Linked DNA regions of Triticum aestivum: region 1 is linked to region 2. A link is a contact called in public Hi-C data. All regions are on one chromosome and are shown on one strand. The core of a region is the stretch at or near the end of the contact, and the rest is flanking DNA. Distances in the headings are between cores, read along the strand shown. Region 1 overlaps LOC100125729 (MADS-box transcription factor 50). Region 2 has its middle 19 kb from the start of LOC123099002.

Region 1 (5,060 bases), core at 784-3,283, 200 kb after region 2:
AACACAACATCATTTTTTATGCCAGTATTACATATTTAATGCCTTGTGCTTGTCTAAATTAACTGTTGTTACTATGTCATATATAATTTACATTTTACATTTTAAATTCCAATTCAGCATGAAGAACACAATTGAACGTTATAAGACAGTCACAAAGGATAATTTGGGCAGACAGACGGTACAGCAAGATATAGAGGTACATAGTTCTGCTTGATGTGCTTACTTCACATTTGGTCACATAATTTCAATTTGGAGATAATCCCTCCGTCCCAAAATAAGTGACTCAACTTTACACTAACTTTGTACTAAAGTTAGTACAAAGTTGAGTCACTTATTTTGGGACGGAGGGAGTACTTATGTAGCTAAATGGTGAGAGATGGTGTATTAACTGAGAGATTAAGCTAGTCAGCAACGCAGCACTGAGAAGCCTGCGTTTTAATGCTCCATTTGGTTTGCAACCATTTCCCAGCTGATGATGGTGCTACTGAAATGTGAAAACTATCGTATGGACTAAAGCAGCACAGTTCAATTAGTATTGCTGACATTAAAAAAAAATGACACGATAGTACATTCTAGCAGTTATTTCATGTTTGATAATACATAGTACTAACTTAGTTCAGGTATTATCCTTGTGACCTCAACTGCAGAAAGTAAAAGCTGATGCTGAGGGCTTGTCAAAGAAGCTTGATGCTCTTGAAGCTTGCAAAAGGTAACCACTTCGGCTTCCCAAGAGACCGCTATCCCTGTAACTAGCCAAAACTGAGTTGTCACCATCTGGTATCACTGAGATGCAGCAAACTTTTGGGCCAAAATTTGGAAGAATGCTCTATTGAAGAACTGCAAAGCTTAGAGGTCAAAATTGAAAGAAGCCTTCTAGGCATCAGGGCAATGAAGGTTAGCACAGTATGAAAGAGTAGTAATAATGTATCTATCTGTGCACATAATAAGCTTACACAACCATGTAATGGTGCTTAATTGTCTTCCTCTTTCATGGCAGACTCGGCGGTTCGAAGAGCAGCTCTCTACGTTGAGGCAGAAGGTAACCTCTCTGCCCCAGAAAACCTGAAACAAGAGGGAGTGTGTATAGACAGAGTTCCTTACATGGCTGTTGATTTGTCACATGGACCTGGAGCAGGAGATGAAGTTGCGGCAGGACAATGAAGAACTATATAGCCAGGTAAAGATGGATGGGCAGTGAAGTTGCTGCCTGGTGGACTGAAACGGCCAAACTTACCATTACTCTGAACGCGTACCTCATGCGATATCCTATGCGCATCCCATTCCCAGCAGAGATCACCCATCCTATCCATGATGCATCCTCTGATCTGCTACCCTGGCTAACTTGTGCAGTGCCAGAAGGAACAGCACTCTGCGTTGGAGGCGGCCGCGCCCCCTGCTCCGGCGACCTTGGCGGCGCTCCCTGCTCCAGTGACCCTGGCGGAGCAGGGCCAGCAGGTGGTGGATGTGGAGACGGATCTATTTCTTGGATTGCCCGGCACCGGCCGCTCCTGAGATTCAGGCAGGCTGACAACGCCTGAGAAAAATGCCCAGAATAAGCTGGCAATGGAGTTGCAAGCAGCAGCAGGCAATGGATGCGGACGGCGTATAGATATAATATAAACCCTGTGCAGCGGAAACCTCGAGAGTACATACATGAATTAGTTGTTGTTGTTGATGTTTCCCCGGGCTCTGGTTGTGATGTGCCGATGTCGTTGATGAGAGGAACGGATCGTCCGCCATAGATCCTCTGGAGAAGAAGGGTGGCGGAGGGAAAGCTAACGGATATTTATGGTGGCACGCGGGCGAAGGAGCAGGAGCAGGTCGCCTCTTGGGCGCGCGACGGAGGTGTTGCGTGGGGCGAAGCGACGTTTGGATTTTGCGTCTGGTTGCCAGCTCCCTCTGCACTTCCATGGTCGGCGACGAAACGCGTCGGGCGCGCAGAGGAAAGCAGCTCCTCGTTTCCTGTTCCGTCTCACTCTGCGAGTGGGAAATGAGAAGGGCTTGGCCGGCGGTTGGTAATAGAGATCGACACGACTCTCTATTGCCGAAGTTTCGAACCTCTTCCCGGGTGTGCACGCGTACATGTTCCAGGAGGATCGATTTACCTTTGTGAACAAAACGATGAAACTTATATTTCAGTAAAAAGAAAACGACGGAAGTGATGAGGATAGAAAAGCTGGGCCAAAATTGGAAACGGGCCTAACTGTCAGAATAGTGGTCGGTATCCAAGCCTGACGAACCGGCCAGCGGCCTCTTGTGAACCGGCAGACCCTATTTGACGCTCGTTACCGTCAAAAGGTTCTGCTTTCGCTGAGGCGAGCTGCCTGCTGGGCCGGCCCATATATGGGGTTCGCGTTTCTCCGTTCGGTACAGCTTCCTTCGCTGTTTCGCGAGTTTTTTCGTTTCTTTTCTTTACTTTTGTTAAGAAAATGTTTCACCGTACATTATGAAAAGGTTCACTATCATTATGAAAAAAATTCAGTGTGTATTACAAAAATGTTCATCGTGCATTTAACAAAATGTTCACAATATATTTAGAAAATGTTCATTATGTACGTGAAAAATGTTCAGTGTATATCACAAAATGTTTAACGCATATTTAAGAAAATCTGTGTATATCACAAAAATGTTCAATGTATATTTAAAAATTGTTCAGCATATATTAAAATGATGTTCAATGGTTGTTTTTTTGAGTTATTATCTGCCGCTGCGCATAGTTCTTAAAAATACTCGCACCCTACTAATCACTAACAGTGGTCAGCTCAAACTGGTAAAGAAGACTTGCTTTGGACTTTTGGTTGTGAGTTCGATTCCTCAACTGAACATTGTTTTTTTGCTATTTTATTATAAGTGCAGCTTACAGTAACGCCACCGAATGGGCCGGCCCAATTCAATGCACGCCCTGTGCGAAAGCTCCTCCTGTTGACGCTCTGTTGTGAACCCAAGCGGCAGCGATTCACATTCTACGAAACCCTATTCTCTCTCTAAAAAATAAAATAAAACAGAAAGCCCTATTCTCACTAACCCATCGGGGTTTAAGTCCTATACAGCGTTGCTCACATTTTTTTGAATATAGTCCTTTCGATGACGTGTGTTCAGTGCAAGGGGATGTCATCGTCGACTACGAAGACGTAATCTCAAGATGATGTGCCGACTCAGTCTCTTAAAGATGCCCATATAGGAGAGAATGTGTGTGCGTGCGTTCAGAGGAATGAGCTTATGTTTGTATGAGCATCTGTGTCTGTACTGTGCCCAAAGTGTCACCGATTCACATAGAAACGGTCGACCCTATTTTATTATAAGTGCAGCTTACAGTGACGCCTCCGAATGGGCCGGCCCAATTCAATGCACGCCCTGTGCGAAAGCTCCTCCTGTTGACGCTCTCTTTTGAACCCAAGCGGCAGCGATTCACATTCTACAAAACCCTATTCTCTCTCTAAAAAATAAAATAAAATAGAAAGCCCTATTCTCACTAACCCATCGGGGTTTAAGTCCTATACAGCGTTGCTCACATTTTTTTGAATATAGTCCTTTCGATGACGTGTGTTCAGTGCAAGGGGATGTCATCGTCGACTACGAAGGCGTAATCTCAAGATGATGTGCCGACTCAGTCTCTTAAAGATGCCCATATAGGGGAGAATGTGTGTGCGTGCGTTCAAAGGAATGAGCTTATGTTTGTATGAGCATCTGTGTCTGTGTTGTGCCCAAAGTGTCACCGATTCACATAGAAACGGTCGACCCTATCTAGCAATTGGGCTTTCTCCTTCCACTTTTGGAAACTCCCAGCCAATTTTTACCTATTTTGTAAACCATCTAGAAGGTTCCTGAACCGGTATTTTTCTTTCTTTTACTGGCTATTATAGTTTTTAATAGTTTTTCATCAATTCAAAATTTTCACTAAAATCAAATCTTAAAAAATTGTTTGAAAATCACAAAATTTGTTTGGTTTTCAAAAATCTTTGGTATTTCAAATTTATTCGTATTTAAAACATGTTTAATTTCTAAAAAATCATTTTTTGAAAAAAATCAAATCTTAATAATTTTTCGAAATCTACAAAGGATACTTGCTTTCCCCAAAAGTAGTGTGAAATTTCAATGTTTTGATATTTTTTATATAATGAACAAAATTTTAAAAATTATTCAGTTTCAAAAAAGGTTTAAATCTTCAAATTTTGTTTGAAATTGCTAAAATGTATGGATTATTATCACTTTTTTATATGCTTTTAGAACACATTAACAATTTCGATTTTTTTCACTTTTTACAAAAAATAGGAATTAAAAAAACTCAATTATAAATTTTGTTCGTGTTTAAAAAAATGCTCACTATTTATATTCGGAGTTCCATTTTTTGGCTCATGTTTTTTGAAAAAATGGTTGGTATTTTAATTTTTTCTCACATTTTTCAAAAAAAAATCAGATAATTGAAAAAAATTATAGTACAAGATACCTTATACGCTATAATATGCGGCTGAGTATATGCTATTATACATGACACATACTCCCTCTCTCCAATAATAAATGCTCCTAATATGTTTTTTGAGGCTAACCTTGAGCACATGTTAGAGTAATAATATATGACATGCAAGTTACACAAAGCATATCATCAAATTCATACATGAAAGGAGCTTCCAGTGATATAACTTTCACACTATACATCTCATATACTATTAATCTTATCAATAGTCAAAGGCAGTCTAAAAAAATGCATTAGGCCATATATATTGAGGGAGTAATACACAAAATAATACATGTTGCAGATGTTTTAAATGTTAGATTTTTTCTAAACTAAGCAAACATTATTTTTCCATCGATTACGCATTTTCTAACAAATATATGAAAATGTTTTTTGAATGCGTGAACATTTTAGAAAATGTTGTTATAATTCAAAAAGAAACATTTGTGCATTTCTGAAAAATGCTCTCTTACATTTCGTCAACACTTTTTAAAATGTATGATAAACACTTTTTAAAAGTTGATTAAATTAGTATATGAAATACATGTATCTATAATATTACCGAAATATAAGGAAATTTTCCAAAGGAAAATAAATAAAATCAGCG
Region 2 (5,802 bases), core at 344-2,843:
GCGATCACGACAGAAAACGTTACGAACCAGTGAAGCATTGCTAGCGAAAGAGAAAGAAAAAAAAATGGTCGCCCCAGTCTCGCGCGAGGGAGCTATTATATTGAAGCGAGAGTAACCGAAATCATTAGTTGAGTAGTACTAGTTGCAAAGATCATGATTTTTTGTCAAACTGTTATGTTTTTCAAATCCATCACCTTTTAAATATTTCATTAATGCTTTGTGAATGCACGGACTTTTTTCAAATGCATCCTTTATTTCAGATTAGCAAACTTTTTCCAAATTTATGAACGTGTTTCGATTAATTGAATGTGTTTCTTAAATCAACAAACTTTCTCAAATTGATGAATTTTTACCAAAAGACAACGGTCAGTGGGCCAGTTAATAGCCAGCTGAATTAAAATCAGGTATGACTTCAGAAAATATTCATGAATAAAATATATGAACTTCAAAAATATTCTTTTATTTAAATAATCATCACAAATTTGAAAAAATACCGCTGACTCAAATATTGTGCACGACATCAAAAGGAATGTTTGTGACAATAGAAAATCAATTTACAAACACAAATTAAAGAAACATGAAAAAAAACTCAAAGAAAATACAAAAAGTAGAAAAGTATTGATAATACAAAGAGAAAATAAAACATAGGAGAACCAGGAAAAACTAGTGGAAAACACAAAGAAAAAGAAAAACAGAAAGAAACCAAAAAACCAGTGAAGACAAAAAGCAAAAACTAAAACAGAAAAAAATGTGGAAGCTTCCCAAGGCCAGCATGGATGGGACCTCCTATATCACGCGTGGGGGTGGAGGAGTGGTCATACCGACCCCTCGCTGCCCCAGCGTGCCCGTATGGACCGGCCCTTTTCCGACTGCTCTATCTTTTAATTATTGTTTTATTTTTTACTTTTTATTTTTTTTCGTTCTGTATTTTAATAATTCACGGTTACAAAAAGTTCCGAAATTTTAAAAAAATTCCATTATGAATAAGAGAAAATGAAGAAATCATAAAAATGTTCGCAAATTTAAAAAATGTTCATGATTTAAAAAAATGTAATGATTTCAAAAAATGTCATAATTTTAAAAAATGATCATCAGATTTAGCAAATGTTCATGGTTTAAAAAATGTTTATGATTAAAAAAAAGCTTTTGCGTATTCAGAAAATGTTCACCGATGAAGAGAATGTACACGAATTTAAAAAATTTCTGTTAATTCGGAAAAAATTTCATCAATTTCGAAAAATGTAGAAAAATGATTATGAATTTGTAAAAAACATTTTCATGATTTCAAATAAATTCGAGAATTTTGAAATGTTCATGATTTCAAAAAAATATTCACAATTTTAAAACATGTTCACGAATTTAAAAGATTTTCACAAATTGTAAAAAGAATAAAAATGAAAAAGGAAAAGGAAAACTAGAAAACAAAACAAAAGAAAAGAAAAAAGAAAAGAAAAAAAAAGAAAAAAAAGAAAAAACATCAAATGAGAAAGAAAAAGATAGTGTGGGACCTCACGCCCCACATAGCCGGCCCAGAAGGCGCGCATGGGAGCTGGGGGTACGCGCTACGGTGCTAGGGGACTCCTTATGCGCTATATGGGATCAGCCAGCATGGATGTTTTCGGAAACAAGTCCCACACAGGATGCTTCCCAGCACTTGGAGGGTTCGTAATGGGCTGGCCCACATTTTCCTGCGTGGATCCAGCGGACAGGAGGTTTTTAACGAATGTCCTATTCGGCGCCCCCACTGCCACTCGGCTTCACGCACCAACGAGCGTAAGCGGGCCTGCCCAGCATCGCTCGTGTCCAGAAAGAAAAATAATTCTACACCTCACTTTTCTGCGAGATGTGGGGATCGAACCTGCAAGCCTACTTAGTCGGACTTGGTACAATACCAATTGCACCTCAATCAAATTGATGTTTCATGAAAACAACACTATTTGACCCTTGTTTCAGTCCCAATATAAATTATTAAAATATGTAAATTACAAAAATAATTCACAAATTTAAAAGGTTCACGGATTTTTAAAATAAATGTTCACAAAATTGAAAATTTTCATCAATTTTCGCAAAAAGTTCATGAATTTGAAAAAAGTTACCTTATTTTGAAAATATGTTCACGAATCAATGGAATTTCTTGGAATTCCATGGACTTTTTTTCCAAAATCCGGTGAACTTTTTTCAAATTTCTTGGAATTCCATTGATTTTGATAAAGAAAGTTCACAAATTCAGAAAAAGTTCATCAATTTAGAAAAAAAGTTCCCAAATTCAAAAAAGGTGCACCGAATTTTGGAGAAAAAGTTCATCAATATTAATAAAAAATTCATGCATTTTGAGAAAAAGAAAAAATGACAAGAAAAAACAAAAAGGGAAAAGAAAAGGGGAAAAAGAAAAATGAAAAGAAAAGGAAAAGAAGAAGGAAGAAAGAGGAAAAAAGGTGGAAACAAATCACATAAGGCGGATTGCATAGTTGGCTACCGCTAGAATTAAACATGGGTGTTGTGGGGTCCAATGCGGTACATTATTTTTATTGCAGTAGTATAAACAGAATAAAATAAATGGTAAACGGGCCAGCCCAGCAGGGAGCGGGGTGTGCGTCCGTTTGTTAAAAATCCTATATCGGACGCTGAAGGCATCAAATAGTGTTTGGAAATTTTTAACTCCCCCAAATTTGGCCTACATTTTCCTACCTTTACAGCCATCCATTACAAATAGGCCCAAGTCTGTCCTAGTGACGTACTATGGCCTAGGAGATCATTGGGTCTTCAAATAGAAGTAACAGTCTGTCCACGCAAAGAACTCAAAACTGTACCTCGCAGTAACCAGCTTTTTGTTGTCTCAAAAAATAAGTAACCACCTTTTTTTGGGTGCTTCGGTAGAAAATAGACTCTTATCTCAAAAAAGTCTATTTCTAACCCTAAAAAAAACTTTCTGTTCTCTTCCTTATTTTTTTTCGAAAAGGAGGATTACCCTCAGCCTTTGCATCAAGCGATGCACATAGTCACAACAGTTTGGTTCATGGGAATTAGAGATGAGGAATGAGAGTTGAGGGGTGAGGAGATTAAAAGTCCACTGATTCGTTAGAGTGAATGAGAGTTTAAGTGGGAAGGGGAATGAGAGTTGAGGAAGCAAATTTCTACCATTTTCTTCCCATGGGTACCTATTAATTCGTGGGCAAAACTTTATCCCACACTAATTTCCATCAAATACCAACACAAGGGAATGGGAGTAGAAATGTACTTCCCAAGCCTAATCCCTCCACAAACTCTCTTGTGCAAACTCCCATTCCCCTAAACTAGCCGCCACCATGTGAAGGTGACTAGGGAGGCGATCCTCTACCTCCGATCTACACCGGCCAGGGCTGGTCCCCTCTCCTTCGACTGTTGCTCCGGCGACAGGAGGGAGCGGGACATCGTTCCTCCACTTTGTAGTTAGGGTTTGGTTTTGTAGGTCGTGGTGCGCCGTTGGGTTGGTGGGAACGGCGCCCAGATGAATAAATTTGCCTCAGCTAAACTCCCACACCGGCGGTGTCCTTCGTGGTGGCGTCTCGGAGTTGATGGCATCGTGTGTTTACGGATCCTTCAGATCGACGGCGTTAGTGTTCATGGATGGTGTCGGTGAGGCGGCGTCGGCGGCAACCCCTCTAGGTGTGTCTCTGCTTCTGATGTATCCCCGTTGCTGTGGTGTTGTCTCCGACATCACAGTGGAGTAGGGAGGTTTTGTCGTCCGGGAGTACGCGCAGACGGTTTCCTACGCATGTGACAACTGGAAGAATGTGCATCCTGTGTTGGGTTGGTGGTTGGAGGTTGGCAATTCTGGTTTCCTCCTCCGACGTCGTAGCCGTGCAAGGGTGTCGGTCTGGAGTTCGATGGCGTGTTCGGGGACACATTGCCCCGGTCTGATTCTTTCAACGATAATGGTTTGGCTTCACGCAAACTACTTTGGAGGTCCGTAAAACTTCATATCAGCGATGGAGCCGCGTCGAACTCGGGTGAAGAGGGACAATCGCTGGTTTTTTGCGTAGGATTATCCTATTTTTTCGGTCCCGTAATGTCGGTGTTTACGTAGCTTGTAACTGGGTCTTTTTATTAATGAGACGCGTATTACCGTGCAAAAAAAACTTCCATTCCCCTGCCCAAGTGGTTACCAAACATACCAATTAATAAAACGAATCAAGTATCGAAATGCCAAAAACATCTGAGAAAGTGAAACGAGGACAAGATACATAACGAAAAGCCACAACTGGTGAAAATAGGACACTATGCCTGCACACTCATCCTATTATTGTACACGCATTTAAACGGGTTGTATGTACCATGTGCTACTGTCTCTCATCGGTTGCCCCCCAAAATCATAAGCTCCCTAGTTTCCACATGGGGTAGTAATGATTATGTATTGACCCATCCAGACGTTCAGTAGATAACCTGGAAAAATGTAATATTTGTTATGTTAAACACACAATCGTTTCGAGAGTTTCAAGTAGCCCAAAGTAAGGCACAAACCACCAGACGAACTCATGCCGCTGTATTGGTCTCTACCCCACCTAACCTGTTATCAAACAAAGGAATAACTATTAGGTGGAAGTACGTTAAATGACACATGTATTGTTCACCATAATAACTTGGCTAGCGGGCACTTAAGAAATAACTGTTGAATCCTTTCCTCGTGGTAAAAAAACAACAACGCCTACTATCTTCCAACCTATGTTTTGCCAAATTATCGTTACTTAGAATCACACCCTTATGCATAAACCACATGAAAAGCTTGATATTTGAAGACACTTTTGTTTTTCATATGTGAATAGACCGAGGGATTGGTCTATAGTAATCAAGTCCACAAACATAGATTTTACGAAAAACACGCTAGAAGGAGGAAGTGTCTATCGAAATGAATCTGGCTCATTAAGCTCATCCTTCTAAATGTTTGTTTATCTTCTATCATATCGTTTGCTCAATTAGTGCTTGTTTTTTTTTTCTCAAAACAGAACGGCTAGTTGGTTGACCAATCAAAGCTCTTATGAGGGTTAGGGCAAGTTCAACGAGAGTAACCAACATACATCCTCAAATCGTGTGGAGACATGTCTAGACATGTCCACAAACTACAGAGCAGGTGGTTTCAAAGTTGAGTTATCGTGTCCGAGGCTTGCCTATACTCCCCAAACCTTCCCTAAGTTTGACAGCCGCTTGTCGGTGATGGAAATATGCCCTAGAGGCAATAATAAAGTTGTTATTATTATATTTCCTTATTCATGATAAATGTTTATTATTCATGCTAGAATTGTATTGATCGAAAACTTAAATACATGTGTGGATACATAAACAAATACCGTGTCCCTAGTAAGCCTCTACTAGACTAGCTCGTTGATCAAAGATGGTTAAGGTTTCCTAACAATAGACATGTGTTGTCACTTGATAACGGGATCACATCGTTAGGAGAATGATGTGATTGACAAGACCCGTCTGTTAGCTTAGCATATGATCGTTCAGTTTATTGCTATAGCTTTCCTAATGTCAAATACATATTTCTTAGACTATGAGATCATGCAACTCCCGGATACCAGAGGAATACCTTGTGTGCTATCAAACGTCACAACATAATTGGGTGATCATAAAGATGCTCTACAGGTATCTCCGAAGGTGTCTGTTGAGTTGGCATGGATCAAGATTAGGATTTGTCACTTCGTGTATCGAGGAGGTATCTCTGGGCCCTCTCGGTAATACACATCAAAAGAAGCTTGCAAGCAAAGTGACTAAGGAGTTAGTTACGAAATGATGTATTACAGAACGAGTAAAGAGACTTGCCGG

The links. A called contact is a pair of places that touch in the nucleus more often than the background predicts.
Region 1: a Hi-C map of leaf shows a contact between it and region 2, with 4 times the contacts expected there. The contact joins two enhancer-like sites. A contact is called at or near these places in 3 of 5 Hi-C or Micro-C datasets (leaf and an unstated tissue).

The regions. Positions count from the first base shown.
Region 1 is chr4D:498,417,713-498,422,772 of IWGSC CS RefSeq v2.1, forward strand. LOC100125729 (MADS-box transcription factor 50) reads left to right here. Exons shown (of 8, transcript XM_044521108.1): 3 at 118-196; 4 at 648-709; 5 at 795-894; 6 at 998-1,039; 7 at 1,136-1,177; 8 at 1,351-1,681. The coding sequence ends at 1,512. Among protein-coding and RNA genes, the nearest start is that of LOC100125729, 15 kb to the left of the region's middle. Within about 2 kb of position 2,034, at least 7 of the 8 cell types and tissues checked have an H3K27ac peak or open chromatin away from gene starts, as enhancers often do. A contact at or near this core is called in leaf, where this site is marked.
Region 2 is chr4D:498,218,283-498,224,084 of IWGSC CS RefSeq v2.1, forward strand. No RefSeq gene overlaps it. Among protein-coding and RNA genes, the nearest start is that of LOC123099002, 19 kb to the left of the region's middle. Within about 2 kb of position 1,594, at least 6 of the 8 cell types and tissues checked have an H3K27ac peak or open chromatin away from gene starts, as enhancers often do. A contact at or near this core is called in leaf, where this site is marked.